Linked DNA regions of Rattus norvegicus: region 1 is linked to region 2. The links are chromatin contacts, called in public Hi-C maps. All regions are on one chromosome and are shown on one strand. Each heading gives the region's core, a stretch centred on a gene start, on an enhancer-like site or on the middle of the called end of the contact. The rest is flanking DNA. Distances are from core to core; before and after follow the strand shown. Region 1 overlaps LOC120097713 (a long non-coding RNA gene). Region 2 has its middle 54 kb from the start of Pabpc6.

The links. A called contact is a pair of places that touch in the nucleus more often than the background predicts.
Region 1: a contact with region 2 is called in a Hi-C map of Schwann cells, with 3 times the contacts expected there. The contact joins two enhancer-like sites. A contact is called at or near these places in 1 of 12 Hi-C or Micro-C datasets (Schwann cells) and 1 of 1 datasets of contacts at active chromatin or transcription factors (oligodendrocytes).

What each region holds. Positions count from the first base shown.
Region 1 is chr1:53,671,741-53,677,284 of GRCr8, reverse strand. All of the region lies in intron 3 of LOC120097713 (a long non-coding RNA gene), which reads right to left. Among named protein-coding and RNA genes, the nearest start is that of Pabpc6, 82 kb to the right of the region's middle. Within about 2 kb of position 3,039, at least 11 of the 93 cell types and tissues checked have an H3K27ac peak or open chromatin away from gene starts, as enhancers often do. A contact at or near this core is called in Schwann cells, where this site is marked.
Region 2 is chr1:53,535,942-53,542,005 of GRCr8, reverse strand. No RefSeq gene overlaps it. Among named protein-coding and RNA genes, the nearest start is that of Pabpc6, 54 kb to the left of the region's middle. Within about 2 kb of position 4,620, at least 38 of the 93 cell types and tissues checked have an H3K27ac peak or open chromatin away from gene starts, as enhancers often do. A contact at or near this core is called in Schwann cells, where this site is marked.

The sequences.
Region 1 (5,544 bases), core at 1,790-4,289, 140 kb before region 2:
ATGTATGTGTATGTATGTGTATGCATGTGTGCATGTGTACTTATGAGTGTGTGTATGTGACTATGAGTGTGTGTGCTCATGGAGGCCAGGAGAGGGTGCCGGATCACCTGAAGCTGGAGTTGTAGTTGTAAGCCTGCTGATTTAGATGCTTGGAACGTAATTCTGGTCATCAGTAAAACTAGTACTCTTAACTACTAAGCCATTTCTCCTGTCCCAAATGTTTTACTTTTGAAAACAATAAAAAAATAGTTTAAAGTAAATAAAAAATAAAAGAGAACTTTAGTGGTTAACAATTAAATCAATGGTTTGGATTTTTATCTTAAAAAAGCAATTGGTAGTCTTTAATTGTTATGCAATGTCACAATGGAGGTATTATATGCATGCACACATCACACACACACATGCACAAATGTGTACACACTCATACACAAAGTTAGTGAAAGACATGTGCTATGTAGTGAAGTCAAAGGTGCCTGGCTGAGCTTCAAATTTGGAGACACACTGGGGAAGTATAGCCTGTACCAGGATATGTAGAACATTCCAGAAAACAGAACCAGCAAATTGAGGCACAGTTCCATACTGCCCACCTTCATGAACATGAAAAACTCTTTGCATAAATCTTCACTCAGGCAAATCTAGGATAATTTATTTTGGTGCAGAAAATAATTATATATGTGCCATATAAGAGATGGGGCTTACTAAAAGAGACTTGAATATATATTTTAACTATAAGGGTTAAGACAATGATTCTCAACCTGTCGGTCACAACCCCTTCAGAGAACTGAACAACCCTTTCACAGGGATTTCCTAAGAGCATCACAAATCACAGATGTTTACATTACAATTCATAACAGCAGCAAAATTTCAGTTAGGAAGTAGCAATGAAAATAATAATGTTATGGCTGAGGGTCACCACAACACAACGAACTCTGTTAAAGGGTCGGAGTGTCAGAAGGTTGAAAACCACTGGGTTGAGTAAAGAGGGGTACTTGGGGGGAAGTAAGACATTGGAGGATCACCAGGACAGGCTTTCAAGGGAGTACAGCACTGTGTGTCTTCTGTACCTTATTTTAATGACTCTCAATTGACATCTCAAAATCACTGAAAAAAATCCTTGTCTCCCTCTTTGATAAGTGTGATCAGAGGATCACTTCAGGAGTGTCCTAGGTGGGATTAAAATCTGATAAGGTAAAACCAGGAGCCCTTTGAGTTGTACAAGGGATTTAGGACATATCCTTTCCCAGTAAATGGGGCCTCTGAAGAGATTCATAGAGAATATAGATTCATTGGTGAGAATGAAGAAAGGCCTTAAGCAAATGTTGCTGGTTTTATTGGAATTCTTGATCCTTAGCTGACTTCAATCAAGCTCCTAAGTGAGGGTTTCCTTTTTCTTCCTATGTTCCCCACAATTTTCTCTAGCTTTCTGTTCTACCTCAATGTATTCAAGAGAGAAAAGAGGAGTTGAGTGTGCGATGGCCCTTATAGATCACTATTTCCACCCATGAGTAGACCTCATAAGATTACACAGACAATGTAATAACTTTAGGAGAATCTGGCCCACTTCCTAGTACTACAGATGACTGTAGCTCATCACAGGCAACCAGAGCTCCTGCCAGGTCTGTGCATATAGGATCTCAGCAGGGGTCCTAGCTTGAGCAGGCTTCTTGCTCTTTCTTGGCAGGCAACGCTGATATGGACACCAATCCCACATTGCTAAGAACATAGATTATCCTGGTAGTTCAATCACAATGACAGTGAGTGAAGCATCTCATCCTGTTAGATATTCTCCATTTTCCACAGGACTTCTTTGAATGGACATCAGGAGTATATCATGCCTGTTCCTTAATTAGGAAGCCAGAAGAGACAAAGAAATTAATACAAAATTTTCTCTGCCTCATAGTTTGTTTTACTTTGGTAACTTGAGTTTATCCCCAAAATATATCCCTTCAGGGACTAGAGAGATAGCTCAGTGGTTAATAACACTTGTTGCTTGTGTGATATATGTTATGGTCTCAGGTACACACACATGTGTTGAAAATTAAATAGATTAATGTTTAAAGAACACTACAATATATGAAATTAAAAACACATTTAAAAATATTTTTTAAATGTCTCTTCACTTCCATGCCATGAAGGCTTCGTGTGTGTGTGTGTGTGTGTGTGTGTGTGTGTGTGTGTGTGTATACATTCATGTATGTGTGTGTGTGTATACATTCATGTATGTGTGTGTGTGTGTATACATTCATGTATGTGTGTGTGTGTGTGTGTATACATTCATGTATGTGTGTGTGTTTATGTGTATGAATGCCCGTGGATCTCTGTGTGAGTGTGCATGAGTTTGTTTGTGTGTGATTGTGTTCCTGCGTGTGAATGTATGTCTGTGGATCTGTGTGTGTGTGTGTGTGTGTGTGTGTGTGTGTGTGCGCGCGCGCGCGCGTTTAACCCTGCATGTGCATAGATTGCTAGAGCAGTCCATACTGGTGTTCTTCCTTTAACTCTTTCAGTATAAATGATGTTTCAAAAAGTACAACTCCTGAAACATGTCAACCTTCTGAATTAATCTTTCCCAACACACACACACACACACACACACACACACACACACACACACACACTTATATAGGCACAGAGATGAATAGAAACACCAACCTCTGTTTAATTTCATCTGTCACAAAGTTCTTGACACAAGATTAAATGTTGGTCATTAGATGAATTCTATTACTGATTACATTTTGGGCATTCTTGAGCTGTAATCAGATCTCCCAGGGTTTTATTTAATTCATTAAATGAAAGAATTAATATGGAACTCATATTGATAAGGGAAATGGATTCCCTAGGTAGTCCTGTCAATATCTAAGCAAAGAGAAAAATAAAGCACCAAAGGGCACTTCACTTTTGTCTGTTCACTGAAGTCAGACCAGCTCCGTGAAGAAATGAAATTATGGCAGTCCAGGCAGATAAAAATGGACCCATGAGACAGACATAGCAAAGCCCGGAGCTCTGGAGCCATCCAGAGGGCTAAGAGGGGAAGGGTGTAAGATCTAAGGAATCTACCCCAGGCTAAATGGAGAGACAGGACAGGCTCTGTCTGGAAAAAGCCACTCAAAGGGATTAGGGCTTCCAGGAAGCTTGCAGGGGGTTGGTGATATATTTACAGCTTGAGTCTCACTAGCAAACACCTCTGATGTCATTGAATGACCCCGAATTACAAGAAAATAATTAAACAATAGCACCAAGGCTGTCTTCCATTGCCTACTGAGGCATAAGATTAGGAAGAAACCCATGAGAAAGCTAAGTCTCTGGGCCTCTCAACTCCAGATAAACAGAATCCAAGTGTCCTGTAAAATGTTAATGAGTTCTAATCAGCAAAGAGGCACTGGCACCAAATAAATTTGCAAGTCCTGGGTGTGGGACACAATGAAACTCTTCAGTAAAGACTCTCACACACTATTTAGTGTGCTGCTCATGATAATTCCCCAACCCAGTGTTGCATTTCCCAAACCCATTTAACTTGGGAATATTTTTCTAATTCAGAGCCCCCATTAGCATTGGACATTTGTGTATGGGTGCCTCTCAATTTGGAAAACAGTGGGTAGGTCCATTTACATTTGAATGGATGCCTGTAGACAGCTCCCATTCTGTCTGTTTGGCACTAAAAGCCCCCAAGGAAGCTGACTCCTGACAGGATAGAGCATAGAAAGACCAGTATGCAGGCTCAGGCAGAAAATCTCCACATTGGCTAGCATGTTCCCAAATCATTAGAATGGACAGTGTTCTGGTCATTTATGCTCAGTGCTCAGATCTGCAAAGAGCCAAGTCAGCCTGTGGGAAGTCATTATGCTCACAGAGACAACTGAGAAGGGAACTGAGCATGGTGAAGGCAATAGGTGAGGGCCGCCCTGCAGGTGTCCATGTAGGTGTCCTCAAAGATATAGTTATGAAAACCCAGTTCAGATTGACCTCATGAACCTGGATCAATTTTCAGGGAGTCTAATGCCAGGCAGTTCATTGCTGGCATATTTAAAACACGGTATAATTTGGAAAAGGGTTTCTAAGCCACAATCAGTCCAGTTCCAGGTGTACAATAAAACTTAACGTATTACTACATAGCAACTCCTTTACAAAGTACATATCACTGTGAGTTCTATAGCTAAAAGAGCTAGTATCAACTGAGGTCTTTACTGAGACAGCACAGAGGTCACCAGGCAATAAAGTGCATGAGACATCTCCCTGAAGGGATAGGGGAATTTGGGTGAGGTCTGCCTCTACTGGTAGCAAAAAGGTCATTGGGTCATTAACAAAAATCACTCCCAGCTGTCTGGGCAGGAAACAGGTATTTTATTTCCTCCATTGAGAAAAGGTCCTGTGTGTTTAACATTCCTAGTTTCTCTAGTGATCTGTAGGCACAAGGACTTTTGTACCCCTGTCCCCGCCAGCGGGGACCCAGTTATTCAGGGTCCCGAAGAGGCTTTCTACCTGTGGGCCAAAATGGGGGTGAAGAGAAGAAGGAGACCAAGCAAAAGTTCTGTTGTCAAGGTCTCGTTTATTGGGGTGAATGTTACAGCTTTTAAGGCTTTCAGGTAGGGGGAGTGTCCTTTGTGAAACACAGAGGAGGGGGAGGTGCGGATACAGGTAGTGATAGCTGGAGGCAAAGAGGTCAGGCGGTAGACGATGAGGTCAGGCGGTGGAGACACTGGGTGTTGATTCAGGAGGTAACAGGTATCTGCTAAGGGAGCTGAGGCATCCCTTGAATGTTATCTTCCTGTGCCGTAAATTCATGGGAGAGGCTTTCATTCAACAATCTTAAGACTTAATGCAGTCATCTTAGGGGTGAGTCTCTGTGGCCAAACAGCCCAGAGTTACCTAGTCACTTTGAACCATGCAGTCAAAAAGCGGTTAGGCCCAAATCCAATACGGCTCCGTGCATACCCCTACCAAGTAGAAACAAGAGTCTTGTGCACAAATGACAGAGTGTCAGGGCAGACTGTACAGTCTGAGGCTCCTGGCTATCAATCCATTCAGCCTGAATTAAACTCTGGTCTCTTAGCTGAAGAAAGTATGGGAACAGAAGAGGAGTGAGGGAAACAGAAGAGAGAAGGAGACAGAAGGAGGGAGGGAGGGAGAAGAGAGAAGGGGACAGAAGGACAGAATCGAATTTGTGCCTTGGGAGACACTAAGAGTTTGATGCTTTGTTTTCACCGCTAAGATCTGGATTTACATAGCTTATGCTGCTCAATCATGTTTTCTTCTGGTGGCCCCCTCTTTCCTGCTACCATTGCTTCAAGTTCCTATGGCTGTCAGCGGCCGTTAGGCAAGCAGTCTTCAAAGGCTCTTACCATCACTCACTTTTCCTTTGTCAGCTACTTGACAATTGAATCTTCAAGGACGCATACTGCAAACGTGTGCTTTGATTTCATCGAAATGTCCTGATGTTGCCTTTTCTTCTTTTGTACCTTCACCCGGCCTCCACATGTTTCCTATTCCTGGTTGCCCACAAGGCACGGCTTTTCTAGCAACTATGTCACATGTATGGCTCCTCCATTT
Region 2 (6,064 bases), core at 3,371-5,870:
CACAGTTCAATTGAAGGTCACACATCCTGGGGACACAAGATATTTCACAGTTATAACACCCACCCCCTGACTCTGCTGTATACATTTTCCAATGGACTGATTTTTAATGTAATTAAAATTTAATGTCCTGTAAAGAATATAACCTTGAATAGAACAGAATCTGGGAAATTCTGTGAGTCTTTGAGTAATTGATAAATATGAGCATTTTTGAAAAGACCCAGAGTTTTCATTTGGTACTAGAAATAAGATGGGTCTCTGTGGACACTTCGCTCTAGCTCTGTAATTGAATCCCACCTTCTTGGATTAGGAGTCAGAAGGTCTAGATGGACTTGGCTTTCTGGGCATTGTGCTAATGTCTCACATTTCAGATAATTCTGGGCAATATAGCCAAGGCTTGAATTTGGTATGTCATAGGCATCTGCAAGAGGTGCTAGATTTTTAAATAAAAAGCAATGGATGGATAGATGAACAGATGGATGGAATGATGAACAGATAGACAGATGAAAAAACATGCCTTATCCCACTTCAGTTCTGAGAAACATTAAAACTGATGGTCAGTCAAGGCCAGCAGGCACATTCTTTCATGACTTCTGACCCTGTGGACTTTTATAAGACGAAGAACTGGCATTCACCCTGGTATTACCTACCTTCAAATTTACCCTAAAAATGTTAAATGAAGACAGATGACACAATAAATTGTCATTGTTTTATGAACTACTTTGGAAATGAGCATTTTCAGGAATGAAATAAATATGTTCTGTATGAAATGGGTTAACTGTGAAATGTAATGTGTCTGCTTGAGTCAATGTTCTGTTACTGGGACAAAATGCCAGCAAAAGCAATTAGGAAGGAAGAAAGGTCTATTTTACCTCATGGTTTCTGAGGCCTCAGTCTGTGGTCCATTGCTATGGGCCTGTGAGGAGTCAGGTGGACACAGTGGCAGTTATATGTGGAAGAGGAAGCTCTTCATTCCATGATGTCCAGGGAGAGAGAAGGGGAGTCAGAATATGAATTATCCATGTCTTGAGTGATCTGATTGCCCTAACAAGGCCCTAGACCCTATTTCCTACTGCTTTTTAATAATGCTGTTAATTTATGAGTCCACAAGTCAATCATCCACAGGTGAGGTAAGAGCCTTAGGGTCCCTTCATTCAAAAGCTCATCCCTTGACAACCAAACCTGTATCACATGAGCCTTTGAGGGTCACACTTCATATACAAGCCACAATAGCATCTTACGATGTAAGGACCACACATGTTAAGTGAACATGGAGTCACTCAAAGATGTCACCAATTCTAGTTTTAAAATATCAGTGATGAGTTGGAGGCCTTCAAATTCAGTATGCCATTTCTTTTTCAAACATCATCTTTCAGTTTTTAATCAGCAACTACAGGGCATTCCCAGAAATCAACAAAACAAAACCTCACATGGAGAGAAGTACAAATTACCCAATCATCATTGTGGGGAGCTTTGGAACTGTATGGTACCCTTCCCAGAGAAGATACACTGAGCATTTAAAATATAAAAAGAGGCTACAATGGGCTGGAGAGATGGCTCAGCGATTAAGAGCACTGACTGCTCTTCCAGAGGTCCTGAGTTCAAATCCCAGCAACCACATGGTGGCTCACAACCATCTGTAATGGGATCTGATGCCCTCTTCCTCTGGTGTGTCTGAAGACAGTGAGAGTGTACTTACATATATAAAATAAATAAATCTTTTTTTAAAAGGCTACAAACTGCTAATCTGCAGGTGAAAGGAAAAATGAGCAGCTATCATTTGCATTTGAACTTGTGATGAATCAAACGTTTTCTGCCTCCATTTAGGTTCACTTTGTGCGTGAAAACCCATGGTCGAATAGCAAGGGGACAAGAGGGCAGCGCATCAGAAACAATGCAATTTGAGCTTCAAGGCAAGTCAGGTTCCCAAGAGAACTTGAACCCTATTTACACCCTGTGTAACACAAGAACGTATTTCCCTGCTGGATTGTCAAGCAATCAACCATGAAAGATGAAATTACAGCTTGGGGCTGAACAGGGAAACTTTATCAATTCTAGGAGGTGGAGAAATAGACGTGCACACACATTAATATTTTTGGGGCCCCCTTCCAAAATTGTCCAGCAGTGAGAAATTGGTAAGGTCGAAAAAACCAATTTTGACACAAAGAGATTTGGGGTAACAGAAATAACCTCATCTTTTCCAACCCACCATTAAGGTCTGGGTCATCCATCTACATAAGAAATGGGAGCCTGGCTAATGAGAAATTCCCACACTGAAAGGGGAACTGAGTAAATCTCATTCAAGTTGTAATTTGAATTTAATGCCTCGTCTATAAAACAAACAAAGCATCATAAAATGTTCAATGGTACACAGTGAATCAGGAAAATGCAAAAAAAAAAAAAAAAGTGCCTCGCCTGCTTTATTCCAAGGAGAGTGTTCCCTGCTCAGAAGAGCTGAGCTCACCAGGGCAGGGTCTCTCACAGCCCAGCTTCCTCAGAACCTGCTGAGTCGGTTGGAAATATTTTTTTCTTTCCATTCTTTAAATCATGTCACCAAGTACCCAGCCTCGAAAGTTGACATTGCCATGTTTCAGAGGGCTCTACCCACTCTTGGCAGGAAGCCTGGGATTTCACAATAAGCAACTTTATTATCCAGTATGGACTCTTGAATTGATCCAGTGCCTCTATTGGGACAGAAAAGTCCTTTCCTTTTTATGCGTTGAACAATTCACGCACCACTGTCTTATTTAGTCCTCGTGCAGAAAGCTGTACCTTGTGTTTAGTTGCCATGTTGACTGATTGGGGGGCGGGAGGGGTCAAAAATGGAGTGTTAAAATTGTGTCTGTATGTTGGATCTCCAACTCTCCCTTCTGGAACAGGATGGGGCCCAGTGGGTAAGCTTTTGATCCTGGGATTTGACATCAGAGCTACCCCTTTGTATACAGGCTTGGAACAGATGCATTTCAAATTACTGTGTGCATGAGTGTATTCATGTGTGTGCCCATCTACATGTGTGTAAGAGCATGTGGACGCCAGAGGCTGACATCAGGAATCTTCCTCAATTGCTCCCCATTTTGAATTTTGAGACAAGTGCTCTCTCTGTGTGTGTCTGTCTGTCTGTCTCTCTCTCTTTGTCTCTCTGTCTCTGTCTCTCTCTGTCTCTATCTCTGCCTCTCTCTCTCTCTCTCTCTCTCTCTCTCTCTCTCTCTCTCTCTCTCTCTCTCTGTCTCTGATTCAGTTAGACAAACTGGCCAGCAAGCCTCAGAAATCCTCCTGTCTGTCTGATCATAGGTGTGAATAGTTTCAATGTCCTAACCAATGTAATTAGGATTATAATGTTTCCCTTAATGGGTTCTATATAGAAGAATAGAGAGGGTACAATTAAATCAGTGAGTATTGTCCTCAAATGATAATCCCCCAATACATGGTCAAACTTATTAAACTTCTTTATTTTCAAATATGGCTTGTAAGCCAAGTTTGTGTGTGCATGTATGTACATGTTTGTGTCAGTCATTCTGTCTGTGCCTATATGTGTGTATGTCTGTGTTTATGTGTGTAAATGTTTGTGTGTGTGTGTGCCTGTATATGCATCTGTCTGTGCTTGTGTATATCTATCAATCTATGCCTACATGTGCGTTTATGTATCTGTGCATGTGTCTAACCATATGCATGTGTGTATGCATGTGTGTATGCATCTGTGCATGTGTCTATGTATGTGTCTGTGCACAGGTCCACTTTAAGAAGGTGTCTTTGTATCTGAGAGATTATAATTACCTTTTATAATTATATTATAATGAGGAGGTGCGATAATTTAAAAGCCAAAAGCACAAATAAAAGTGACTCTTCCAACATTATAAAGAATGTTTTCTTTACAAGTTTTCAATAAGGAAGTGAGGACATGCTGTGAGTTCTATGAAACCCTAGTAAGGTCCTCTGGGGTGGACCGTGGCAGCTCCATCCTGCCTTTCTCCAGAGCTGCCTTTTCTTGAACTGTTCACTTTCTCTGACTTGCAAAAGTTTGGAGGCCATGGAGAGGGGGCACTGTCCTGAAAGAAAGCTGGGCATCTGGTGTCAGATGATGTGGGCAGCTGAGAAAATTACCTTCAGGAAATCTGTCTGGGTGACATGCATGCAACACATAAGAAGTCTGAGTGAAGACGCTGGTGTCCTGCTTGCAAACGGACTGGGCTGTTTAATCACTGTAAATACAGTTACAAAGAACATCTTCAGTGCCTGCACAAGCCACTCATGGAGCCCTTGTGCTCTTTCTCATGTTCTTCCTTGATGGCTCAGAGCCTCAGGACCTCTGGGGGCATCCTGAGAGGCACTGCTTCTCCTCCCCCTAACCCTTCAATGTTTCTGCTAAAAATCCCTCTATTTAAAGGTAAGATAATGAGCCTTTGTTCACTTGGCTTGGATCAAAGACAATCTCTGAGCAGAAACAAAGGCAGCCTTAGGCTGGGAGCAGTCAGCTTCTTATTGCCTGCAAAGAAAGAAACCGTTTTTGTGGCTTTCTTTTTTCTTTCCTTCCTTTTTAATGCCTTTTGCAGCACTGGTAATTCTCATGCCCTGGAAACCCCATCCATGGAGCTCAAAAGTGTTTCTAAAAGACAAACATCCCTATTATGAGGAGAACAGAAGTTGGCTGCCATCTACAAACTGGTGGGCAATTTGGCACCAGTGGCCATCCTGTCCTGTGAGGGGAAGGAGTACAGACCCTTTGTCCCCATTCCTGGCGCCAGCTTCTGTCCCTGACCTCCATCATGCTGTTCTTCTCTACTCTACTCGGCCTTCCCAGCTATGCTGTCTGGCTGCTGGGCAAGCAGCTTACCTTCCTGCTCTCTAGACTGCCGGATGTGTGCGTGGCTGAGCTGCCTCTGGGTCTTCTAAAACCCTGGGCAGAGAGAATGGGCAGATGCCTGATGGGGTTGTTCATAACTGGAATGTGGGTGGGGATGATGCCCTTGGAAAGACTAAGCTAAGGTCTGCTCTAGGAAGCCAGCAGTGGGGAGGCTGAGTACACCCAGGTTAACCTCCTGCAAAGTCACCCCATTGCAAGTTTGTAAAGGTCTCAGAAGCTACCAGTTCCCTGAAATTACACAAAGGTAAACTGGGGGTCCAACTAAACTCCCACTGCTACTGGAGTCTTCTTTAGCACTACAGGCCATTTATGAACTTCCCTTCCTTGCCCACGAGAAGTCTGAACACCCAGAGTCCTGATGGATGAATTTAGGAAAACGCTCATAGATCAGGCTGGAACTCTGTAGGAGGAATGGCTTGAAATGTGTTTTTCTGAGTGGATTCTCGTCTCCTGAGTCACGAGAAGGAGTTTAAGAGTGTCCTTAGCACTCTTAGAAAAGAACAGACACTATTCCATCCCAGACACTGCGCAGAGAATCACTGCCCAGTACAGCCCAACAATGGACATGAAGCCCTTTCAAAGCCCCCTCTTCCCTTTGCCCTTCCTTAATGACAGACCTGGACGACAGCTATAGATCCACTATGTCCTGCCTTGCTCTATGCATGGTCATCCTGGAAAGACCAGCTTCCGTCCTGTGCTCTGCCCAAGCCCTTACAGCCTGCCCCTCCCCTAACCCTGGATAGCCCTTCTACCACAAGCGAGGCTTCCTCCCAGCCTAGTTCTTATCCCATTTGCCGTGGGCATGGAGGGAGCAACGCAGCTCACACTGGTCCCTACATATGTCTATAAGGTAAATGCAGTAGGATGCTCTACATCCTCCTCAGTGTTTTAAACGTCATGGAGAAAAGTTCAACCCTGTCCCTCCCTCCCTGGTGTCCATTACATGAGTCACACAAAGTCAGTGATAAGTAAGACTTCTGCCAGTGCAGGCCACTGAGATAAATATTAAAAGGGAAATTATAATTATAGGTAAAATTTAAATAGTGTCAGGGTCTCTGAGACTGAAACCTGGTGAGAGATCAACCAGGTTTCTGGCTTTTACTACACAGGCTCTGTGTGTTCTAGCTCCCGTCTTCCCTGTTATCTAAACCAGAAGACTATGGATAAGATTTAACCGAAGAATGTCTCTTTCTCCTCTTTGCGGCT